Regions from separate parts of the Danio rerio genome. Here region 1 is linked to region 2. The links are chromatin contacts, called in public Micro-C maps. All regions are on one chromosome and are shown on one strand. The core of a region is the stretch at or near the end of the contact, and the rest is flanking DNA. Distances in the headings are between cores, read along the strand shown.

Region 1 (5,329 bases), core at 1,426-3,925, 200 kb before region 2:
AGTTCACCCTCAGCTCCTCACACTCTTTGGATCAGACGTGGAGGAGGCCGAGGAGACGCCGGTGAAATGCAGCTGTATCTGAACACACACTCATACACACATGCACACAGAGAATTGCTATTAAGAACTCAACAAACAAACCGCACAGAGAAATGCTTTAACATGTAAAGAGAACATTTTATGACAACACAAAAACACACAGTACATTCCAGTGCATTACAACTTAAATAAACCAAAAGACAGTTTTTAAACAAATTTGTATCATTTTTAAAGACTTAACTTAATAAACATACACAGAAAAATAGCAATGTGCTTTTTTGCATTTGATTCCCTGAACTGTGGAGTTTTGTTTTGTTTTTATGTCTTAAAAAGAGCAGTGACAAGCAACCCATCTAATGTGTTTACTCAAAATAAAAAAAGACATCCCACATATTTAGTTTGAATTCTCACAGCATAGTTTGTGTTTACAAGCTCAATCATGCAGGAAAAAAAAAAAAGCTGACAAAATAAGCTGACATTTTGTGTGCCGTTTTTGGAAAAATGAATTTGAAAATGTGTGTGTGTGTGTGTGTGTATGTATACATTGCTCGACATAATTGGGTGCACCCTATTTTGAAAATGAATATTTGTATCCATTTCTCAGTAAATACAGGCAATGTATCTTGGTGCATTTAAACAAAACAGATTTATTAAACAGATATATTTATTAAAATAATATTTTAGACCCCAAACATTTTTAAAACTCTGAAAGATAATACAAATAAATTTCAAGCAAAATATTGAAAAAAAAAAAAACTTTTTTGCTTAATTTTTTCTCTTTTTTTAAAATTTGCATTCAGTATTTTTTTATAGCATATAAATTTGGCTGTACTAGTTTTTAGACCGTTATTGTAAGTTATTTTATTAGATAAGCACCAGATTTGGCTTTGGTAGTGACTAATGTAATGTATATGCACAAATAGAATAGTGGATAGCTTCCTCTTAAATATATAAATTTAAAAGAGAGATTTGTGAGGGATGTACTTATATATGCACTGTAGATACACTACCGGTCAAAAGTTTGGCGTCAGTAAGTTTTGTTCATGTTTTAAAATAAGCTTCTCCTGCTCACCAAGGCTGCATTTATTTAATCAAAAATACAGTACAAATTGTACATTTGAGAAATGTTTTTGCAATATAAAATAATTGTTCAAATGTTATGTAATTGTTATTTGTAGTTTACATTATATTACATTTACATTACATAACAAATGTATTTTATCAGTGATTTTAAAGATGAATTTTCAGCTTCATTACTCCAGTCTTCAGTACAGTCACACGATCTTTCAGAAATCACTCTAATATTAATTATTATTACGATTATTAATAATATTATTATTATCAATGGTAACAGTAATAAAAGCAATAATGACTGGAGTAATAATTAAAACAACATACGACTCCAAACTTTTCACCGGCAGTGTATATTTACTGTAGTCAAGATTTGAAGTGGATTAAAATTGTTCAATAGTTTGGGAACAACTTTGATTAAAGATGTTGGTCCACTTCAAATGTTGACTACTGTATTTTGCTATAGGTAATTTTTGTTTTCAAGCTTTATAACAGCACCAACATTCATTCAGTATGTGATGACATTTAACACCATAATCAAGTTTGGGATATAAATCACATCATCTCACTTTTGGGTAAAAAAAAAATAATCTCATTTTATATTTCTGAAATTTCAGTTTATTGTTTTATTTCTTCTAAAAGAATCTAAAATGGCAATGTAATCAATTTTGTTGTGTTCAAATTTTATATTTTTAGATTTTATTTCAGTAAACCAGTTTAGCTTTTAATGCTAAATAACAGCACCAAATCATTCCACATATGATAAGCAAAAAATACATTTATAATACAATTTTTCATTTAAAAATGATTTGTAAAATGATTTTGCTTGCATCAGTTCACAATTGAAGCTTCAGCTTTGCTTTCATTCTTTTGCAAACTCCTATTTAGTATTCATTTATTCATTTTCCTTAGTCCCTTTATTAATAAGGGGTCACTACAGAGGAATGAACCGCCAACTTATCCAGCATATGTTTTACACAGCGGATGCCCTTCCAGTTGCAACCCAATACTGGGAAACATCCATACATTCACATTCACACACTATGGCCAATTTAGCCTCCCCAATTCACGTATAGCACGTAATTGCATTGTGGGGGAAACCGGAGCACCCAGAGGAAACCCACGTGAACACGGGGAGAACATGCAAACTCCACACAGAAATGCCAACAGACCCAGACTCAAACCAGTGACCTTCTTGCTGTGAGGTGACAGTGCTAACCACTGAGCCACCGTGTTTAGTTTACTTTTCAATTATTTTGAGCTGCTAGCTTTTGTAAACGCTTGCATTGAGCATTTAAATGTAAGTATCTTTTCACCTGAACACAAAAAAATGGGTGTTTTTCCTGCATGTGCACATCCTGTTTGGGTTTCTATACTCGTAAGAGGTGACGATCTGTGTGTATTTGTGACTGTGGAGTCCCACAAATGAACACACACACACACACATATTCTTCAGCGATGGCTGGCATCCAGACACATGCCAATCTTGTCAAGTCTTGTGTAGCGCAGCACAGACACACAACAGCAGCCTCCTTTGCTTCTTCTCCATGGCACCGAGCCAAAGCACGCAGAAAGCACTCGCTCCTCCATCTGGCGTCTCCGTTCCAACTTCTAACTATTCCACTCAACAGAGAGCGTTTGGGAGGAGAGAAAATACGTGCCGTTTCCTTCTTTTTTTGTTGCAAGGAGAACCGATACAGCGACGACGCAAAGGTGTGAAAACCCCAATCGCAGCAATGTTCTGCTTGAGAAAGGGTGACGGAAAGTGCCAGAAAATCCTGTGCCACCTCTGTTAAGGGTACACTAACTTGCTGGCGTAAGAAAACTAGTCTCTTTTCAGATACACACAGGCATAACCTTAGCCAGAAAAGCTACAGCAGTGCAGGTTCTCCTTTACAGCAGGCCAGCAGCCAATATGTTCAGTGATCGGAGGAAAACACTTACAAAGGCTCCGTTCCAAAACCTAGTGAGCTGCCTTGTTGTATACACCCTATATAGGTTGCTGTTTTTTTTTTTTTTTTAAAGGGAGCATCCTGACTCTAGCTGATTCATTTTATAGTTAAAACTGATACATCTTTGAAGATGCTTTGCTTTGTGTCATCTTCATCTTCAAAAGTAAATTGGGGAAAATGGAGGCACTTATGAATTTACTGATTTCAAATGGGTTTAATGTTGCTATGGTAACAACAGTCTAGAATAAAAAAAAGCTATATATCCATATAAGCATTTATAGGGCATTCATTGGAATATTAAGCACCCATTTGCTTTCTACTGATATTATATTGCATTATATTGTACTTATAAATACAAACCCTACTAGAGTGTTATTATAAGACTTTAAATTTATATGAATATTAAATTGTTATTCATGTAAATGTACTAATTGTTCATTTAGATCAAGGGGCTCAAACTCAAATTGGAGGAGGGCCACATCAGTGACTGACAGTTCATAGGAGGGCCGCTTTAACATTCAAGCACCAGAAAAAAGTGGAAACCTGATGTAATTGATGCACATTCTTCCTCAGAGTATTCAGTCACAGTTCCTTCTTTTTGTTTCTTATTGTACATATTGAAGAGGTAACTTAAATTGCTATGAAAATATGACAATTTAATAATAGGCATATTAATAATTATTATAACTCTGTTCTGATCAATTGTTGCTTAACCAAAGGCTTAACAGATAGCGTAAGAACAGCAGAAAGCAGATTGGGTAACTTTAGTGACTTTACTGGCAATTGTTCTTCTCAAGATCTTTCTTTTTGTAAAACTACAACAAAGAATAGGGAAAATATTTAGTCAAATTTTACTAATGCCCATTTATTATACAAATTTTAATATGCATATGAGTACAATCTGTTAAATAAGATGAGACCATTTGAATCGAATATTAGCAAAATGATCATATTTACACCACCATCATAACGTGTAATCCATGAAAAGGTGTTTGTACACAATACAGGTGGTATAAAACTGATTATTTCAACGTTTAAATCAGCCCCAGAAGTAATCTGCATGTGTGATACTCTCGAACACACACTGGGAGAAACTGAAAATAACACAAACATATTACAGTACTTTTTTGTCCAAGGCTATATGCGACTGCACAACAATGATAGTGATTCAAAAATATATATATTTTGGGGGGCCGAATCTAATTACATTATTGACGTCAATTACGGGCCAGAGAGAGAAAGAGAGAGAGAGAGAGGGGGGTGGCCCGCGGGTCAGCAGTTTGGGACCCCTGGTACTACGCATATATTAATAGACAATTATATTTTTGACAGATACTTTTGATACTTATCATTGTGTAAATAAATAAATAATATTTATAATCAACATTCTCTTTGTTTAACTGCCATCTTGGGTGCATTTTATTAAACTAATCACATCATTCATTCATTTTCCTTCAGCTTAGTCCCTTTATTCATCAGCGAAATGTTTTACACAGCGAATGCCCTTCCAGCTGCAACCCAGAACTAGGAAACATCAATACACACTAATTCACACACATATACTATGGCCAGTTTAGTTTATTCAATTCCCCTATAGCGCATGTCTTTGGACTGTGGGGAAAACCAGAGCACCCGGAGGAAACCCACACCAACTCGGGGAAAGCATGTTAACAGAAACAGGGGGTTTAAGTTAGGACTATTCTAATGGCCCATGCCGTTTTGGGGCCCCCTTTGAAATACTATTAGGCACCCCAAACCCAGCCCCCCCCTGCAAAATCCATCACCCCCACCCGCCTATCAAAACATCCCCAACTGCCCCTACCCTATTCTTTACTTCAGTGTACAACACCAATGTCATAGGGCCCATACCAGCCAGCAGCACCCCTGACTACCTGCTTTTCCTTTTCTTAAATAACAAATTGTCTTGTTTTTGGTCCAAATTTCCAAATATTATTTAATCAAGAAGTAGAATTTTCTAGACAAGTAAAATACAATTTTGTTTTCAGAGATATATCATGAAAATTAAGTGAGATTTTTATTAAGACAAGCTAAATAACCTGCCAGTAGCGGGAAAAAGCAAATTAAATAAACTTCTTGTAGTTTTTTAATAATATTATGTTGCTTGTTAAAAAAAAAAAAAAAAAACTCACTTAATTTTGACATTTTTTTTCCAAAAACAAAACTCCATTCTTTCATTTGTCTAGAATATTGTTCTTAATTTAAATTTGATATTAATTGTAGTATTTGGACTAAAACAAGCCCAAAAA
Region 2 (5,261 bases), core at 526-3,025:
CAAATATTTTGATTTAATTTATTTGAATTAAATTACATTTATTTTTGAAATAATATTCTGGTTGAAATAAGCGAAAATGACCATTTGTAATAACTGTATTTGATTTTAAACAAAATAATAACCTCAAATAAATAAGTAGATAAATAAATAAATTAAGGTTGTTTAATTCATTCAATTAATTGTTTTCCATTGCATACATTTAAAAGCGATTTAAATGTGAACAAAATGTGAACTGTAGCCATTCTTGATTACACTAGTTTATTTTATTATATATTTAAATATCTAACTATACGTGCATGCTTATTTTAAATTAAATTCAATACAGAAATTCTTTTAATTTCATGAAATACACTGTAAAAATGCTGGGTTCAGGATAATTTCTTCATGTTGTCCTGACACAAACTGATTCATTTAACTTGCATGTTTTGACAAATTTAGGTGAACATAAAACAATTACGTTGTGCCAAAAAAAACTTAACATTTTGTTGATTCAGCTTATTTTAAATTAGTTTGAACAACCAGAAAAAAATAATATTTATATTATTTTTTTTATTTTTACATGATCATAGCACAAAATAAAACTAATTAAAAAATCAAATACAAATAAATAAAATAAAATATAATTAAATTTAAAAATGTAAAAATTTAAATTAATTAATCAATGAAAAAAAAAATAAAACTAAATTAAATAAGGCAACGCAGTGGTGCAGTAGGTAGTGTTGTCGCCTCACAGCAAGAAGGTCGCTGGGTTGCTGGTTCGAGCCTTGGCTCAGTTGGCGTTTCTGTGTGGAGTTTGCATGTTCTCCCTGCGTTCGTGTGGGTTTCCTCCGGGTGCTCCACTTTCCTCCACACAGTCCAAAGACATGTGGTACAGGTGAATTGGGTAGGCTAAATTGTCCATAGTTTATGAGTGTGGGTGTGAATGTGTGTGTGGATGTTTCCCAGAGATGGGTTGCGGCTGTAAGGGTTTTACACATTTATCCGCTGCGTAAAAATGTGCTGGATAAGTTGGTGGTTAATTCCGCTGTGGTGGCCCCAAATTGATAAAGGGACTAAGCCGACAAGAAAATGAATGAATGAATATATGAAATAAAAATAAATAAACTAAAATAAATTTAAAAAATGAAATGAAATAAAAAAGAAATGATAAATTGCAATAATAAAAAAAATAATATAAAATAAAATAAATAAAATAAAAACAAATATGATAAAATAAAATAAAAATACAAGAAAATACAATTAAAATAAATTAAATTAAATAAAAAAGTCTGCATATTATATGCATTTTTTGTAAAAACTAAATTATTAAATTAGTGTAATAGAAGTGAAATATTAGCTGGAAACATTTCTTGAAACATTTGTAAAATCCTCCTTTTTCTTTGATGAAAATACATCCAATCAAGACCTTCAACCATAAACATTTCTACCAAGAAAGAGAAGGTTCATTTCTAATAGTTGCACAGCTGATTTTTTTATGTTTGACTTCCTGGCATCTAGAGAAGGGGGATCGCCGGCACTTCTTAAAGTTGACAGGTTAACAGTGCAGTAATCCCAGCAGCAGCTGCGGTCTGTGTGTGGAAGCATCTATTGCTGTGTGTGTGTGTGTGTGTGTGTGTGTGTGTGTGTGTGTGTGTGTGTGTGTGTGTGTGTGTGTGTGTGTGTGTGTGTGTGTGTGTGTGACTGCTAAAACTGCCATTACAATCACCTCCCTTAGGAGCTACTTAGCGAGCTCTCCTGCATCATCATGAAGACAAAGGCGCTTGGCTTTGAGGGCCAGAAGCCTCTCGCGTGTGGATTCAGTGCCATCTGTTGGCGGAGACAGATTCACACTCACAGATCAAGCCATCAGCCCAGAACAAAAGCAGAATTCCAAACTCTGATGCCAATTACTAACTGCAGTTCCTTAAAGGATATAAAGAATTCATCCATACAGATTTATTAGGATGCACCGTAAAAATGAACCCAGGAAAATTAATACATTTTCAGTTTGTTGCTCAATCAAAGGGATAGCTTAAATACAGTGCACAAGACATATCAACTCAATGTAATCCATTTAAAAATTCATAGAGAAATCAATTTTTGAGTTATTTAAGATTAAATTAGAGTGTCTTAATATATTTATTTGTCTTTAACCAAGACATCATTCATTTATTCATTTTCTTATCAGCTTAGTCTCTTTATTAATCTAGGACGCCACAGTGGAATGAATTGCCTACTTATTTACACAGCGGATGCCCTTCCAGCTGCAACCCAGTACTGGGAAACATACACACTCATTTTTACACATACACTACGGTCAATTTAGTTTACTCAATTCACCTATAGCGCATGTCGTTGTCCTGTCTATCCTCCACAATCCTATCTCAATAAAAGGTGAAAACCCCTAAAAAAAGTAAAAAAAAAAAAAAAAAAAAGAAAGAAAGAAAGAAAGAAAGAAAAAAAAATACATAAAATAATATACACAATAATTTATGTGGCGTTTTAAGTTAAGGTTTAGAAATAAATAAATGTTTTAGTCTTTTTTTACATTTTGAATTTTTACCATGAGCTACTTTTAATACATTTAATATTTATGTAGAAACTTGTATTTAAGTTAATATTAAATATTTTCATTGTGTTTTAAATGCATTTTGAAGAAGCATCTATTTGTTTTAGTCATTGTGTCATTTTTTAAAAGGAAAATAATATAATATAATATAATATAATATAATATAATATAATATAATATAATATAATATAATATAATATAATATAATATAATATAATATTCATACATTCATTCATTTTCTTGTCGGCTTAGTTCCTTTATTAATCCGGGGTCGCCACAGCGGAATGAATCGCCAACTTATCCAGCAAGTTTTTACGCAGCGGATGCCCTTCCAGCCGCAACCAATTTCTGGGAAACATCCACACACACACTCTTACACTACGCCTACCCAATTCACCTGTACCGCATGTCTTTGGACTGTGGGGGAAACCGGAGCACCTGGAGGAAACCCATGCGAAGGAAGGGAGAACATGCAAACTCCACACAGAAACACCAACTGAGTCGAGGTTCGAACCACTGACCCAGCGACCTTCTTGCTGTGAGGCGACAGCACTACCTACTGCGCCACTGCCACGCCATAATATAATATAATATAATATAATATAATATAATATAATCAAAAATATACACAGTACATCACAAACTATTGCTTAAAATGTCAAAAAATTCTTATTATTTCCAAGAAATAAAGAATAAATATATTTTATTTAATTCAATACAATATAAAAATGTATATATACTGCATTTTGAAACTGACCATTTAGCAAAATCTATGCTGCATAAAATAAAATGTTGCTAATAAAATAAATACTAAAATAAATAATATTAACATATGCTATTTCAGTTTTTCAGTTTAAAAATATCACATACAATTCTTTGTCTTGTTGTTTCTTTGTTTATGAAACATCAGCCATTTGACTAAAAAATGTTTCTACACTTTTTTAGTGTACAAAGGAATACAGTAAAAATGAGACATAAAATATAAAAATTAGCTTAAAGACATTTATTACTCCTACATACTAACACCCGATTCCTTTACTACATCGGAAAAAAAGATTTATTCGTTCATTCATTATCCGTTAGGCTTAGTCCCCTTATTAATCAGGGGTCGCCACAGCAGAATAAACCAACAATTTATCCAGCATACAATTTACGCAGTGGATGCCCTTCCAGCTGCAACCCATCATTGGAAAACACCCATACAATCGCATTAACATACAGAGAAAAAAAAGATTTACAAAATTTTCAAAGAATAACTTACAAACTCATACTGAGTGCAGATTTGGCTTCAGCTTCTAGGAATATTCATCAATTCTGCTAAAACAATTTTAGAAACACTCACACTCTCTTTGATCAGCTGTCTCGAAACACACGGTGGATCTAAATATTGTGATTCTGGAACATACTGGTTTGAGTGGGAGAGTTTCACACCTAAAACCAGAACACTCGATAATGAAAGAAAGTGCTGAGGCCTAATTAGGGTCTACGGGGAGTGTGTGCTTCATCTAAACGGCTCCAAATGAAGACAGAACGAAGAGTACTACTGACTGAACACACACAACTTTTTTTGTGTGTTAACACAGTATTATGCAAAAGAAAAGATACAGCCAAATGCATTTAATTAAGCTGGGTATTATAAAACACAGAGGACTGGCACAGTTTATCAGGGCATGCTTAAAAAGATAGTTCAACTAAAAATGAAAATTGGTTGTTAAAGATGAAAATCAAGACTTTTATGGATTATTTCCACTGAGTGGTACAGTATGGTAAGGGTCACCTTTATCAGGCTTGCGTTTCCACTGCCTAAAGGGTACCAAGGGCACCCTTTCGGTGGGCGTGGTGTACGACAAAGTTTCAGACGATGTCATTCTCGAGCGAAGAAATGTCAAAGTAAAGCTGTACTGGTCGTTCACATATCATAAGAGAAGCACTTCTCACAAAACAAATGCTTTATAGACATAAACACTGTATAAATGTTCATTACTCCTGTTCATGCAAATCAATGCACTGCAGAAAATGCTTTTCTTACTTACATTTTTGTGTCTTGTTTCTAGTCCAAATATCTAAAAATTCTTATATCAAGAAGCATTTTCTAGGCAAGCAAAACATATTGTCTTGTTTTCAGAAACAATATGCAATATTAAGTGAGTTTTCCTTAAAAAAAAGCAAAATAATCTTGTTTTTCCTTTTGACATAAGATTATTTTGCTTACCCCATAGGCAGATTATTTACCTAGTTTTAAGGAAAAACTCATTTAATTTTGGCATATTATATCTTAAAACAAGACAGTATGTTTTGTTTGTCTAGACTCTAGAACATTCTTCTTGATTTAAAAGTTTAACTTTTTAGATATTTGGACTAGAACCATGACAAAAAAATCTAAGAAAGAAAAACGTTTTTGCAGTGTGGTAGTGCAAAAATCCCACCAACGCTCCCTCTCCCCAAAATAGACATACATTTTTATTTAATGTGGACTTTAACGTCATCATATGGCTAAATTACTATGGTCTCTGCACTTTAAAAAAATATGGGGTTATTTTTTCTACCCAAATCTTGGGTTGAGGCATTTGGGTAATTTTTGGGGGTTATTTTCAGAGTCTTGGGTAGTTTCAACCCAGCTCTTTGCGTCAAATCATCTTACAGCAGGGGCTGACTGGGATACCACATATTGTGTACTAATTTGTTTAAATGCAATGAAAATAGTGTAACAAAC

Evidence for each region. Hi-C and Micro-C count contacts between places; a contact is called where the count stands out from the background.
Region 1: a Micro-C map of caudal fin shows a contact between it and region 2, with 5 times the contacts expected there. The contact joins two enhancer-like sites. A contact is called at or near these places in 3 of 18 Hi-C or Micro-C datasets (caudal fin and embryo).

The regions. Positions count from the first base shown.
Region 1 is chr9:45,829,532-45,834,860 of GRCz12tu, reverse strand. itga4 (integrin alpha 4) reads right to left here. Exons shown (of 31, transcript XM_073913154.1): 31 at 4,516-5,329. It overlaps cerkl (CERK like autophagy regulator), which reads left to right. Exons shown (of 13, transcript NM_001089474.1): 13 at 1-302. The coding sequence ends at 82. Among named protein-coding and RNA genes, the nearest start is that of itga4, 110 kb to the right of the region's middle. Within about 2 kb of position 2,675, at least 4 of the 62 cell types and tissues checked have an H3K27ac peak or open chromatin away from gene starts, as enhancers often do.
Region 2 is chr9:45,629,680-45,634,940 of GRCz12tu, reverse strand. No RefSeq gene overlaps it. Among named protein-coding and RNA genes, the nearest start is that of itga4, 90 kb to the left of the region's middle. Within about 2 kb of position 1,775, at least 7 of the 62 cell types and tissues checked have an H3K27ac peak or open chromatin away from gene starts, as enhancers often do.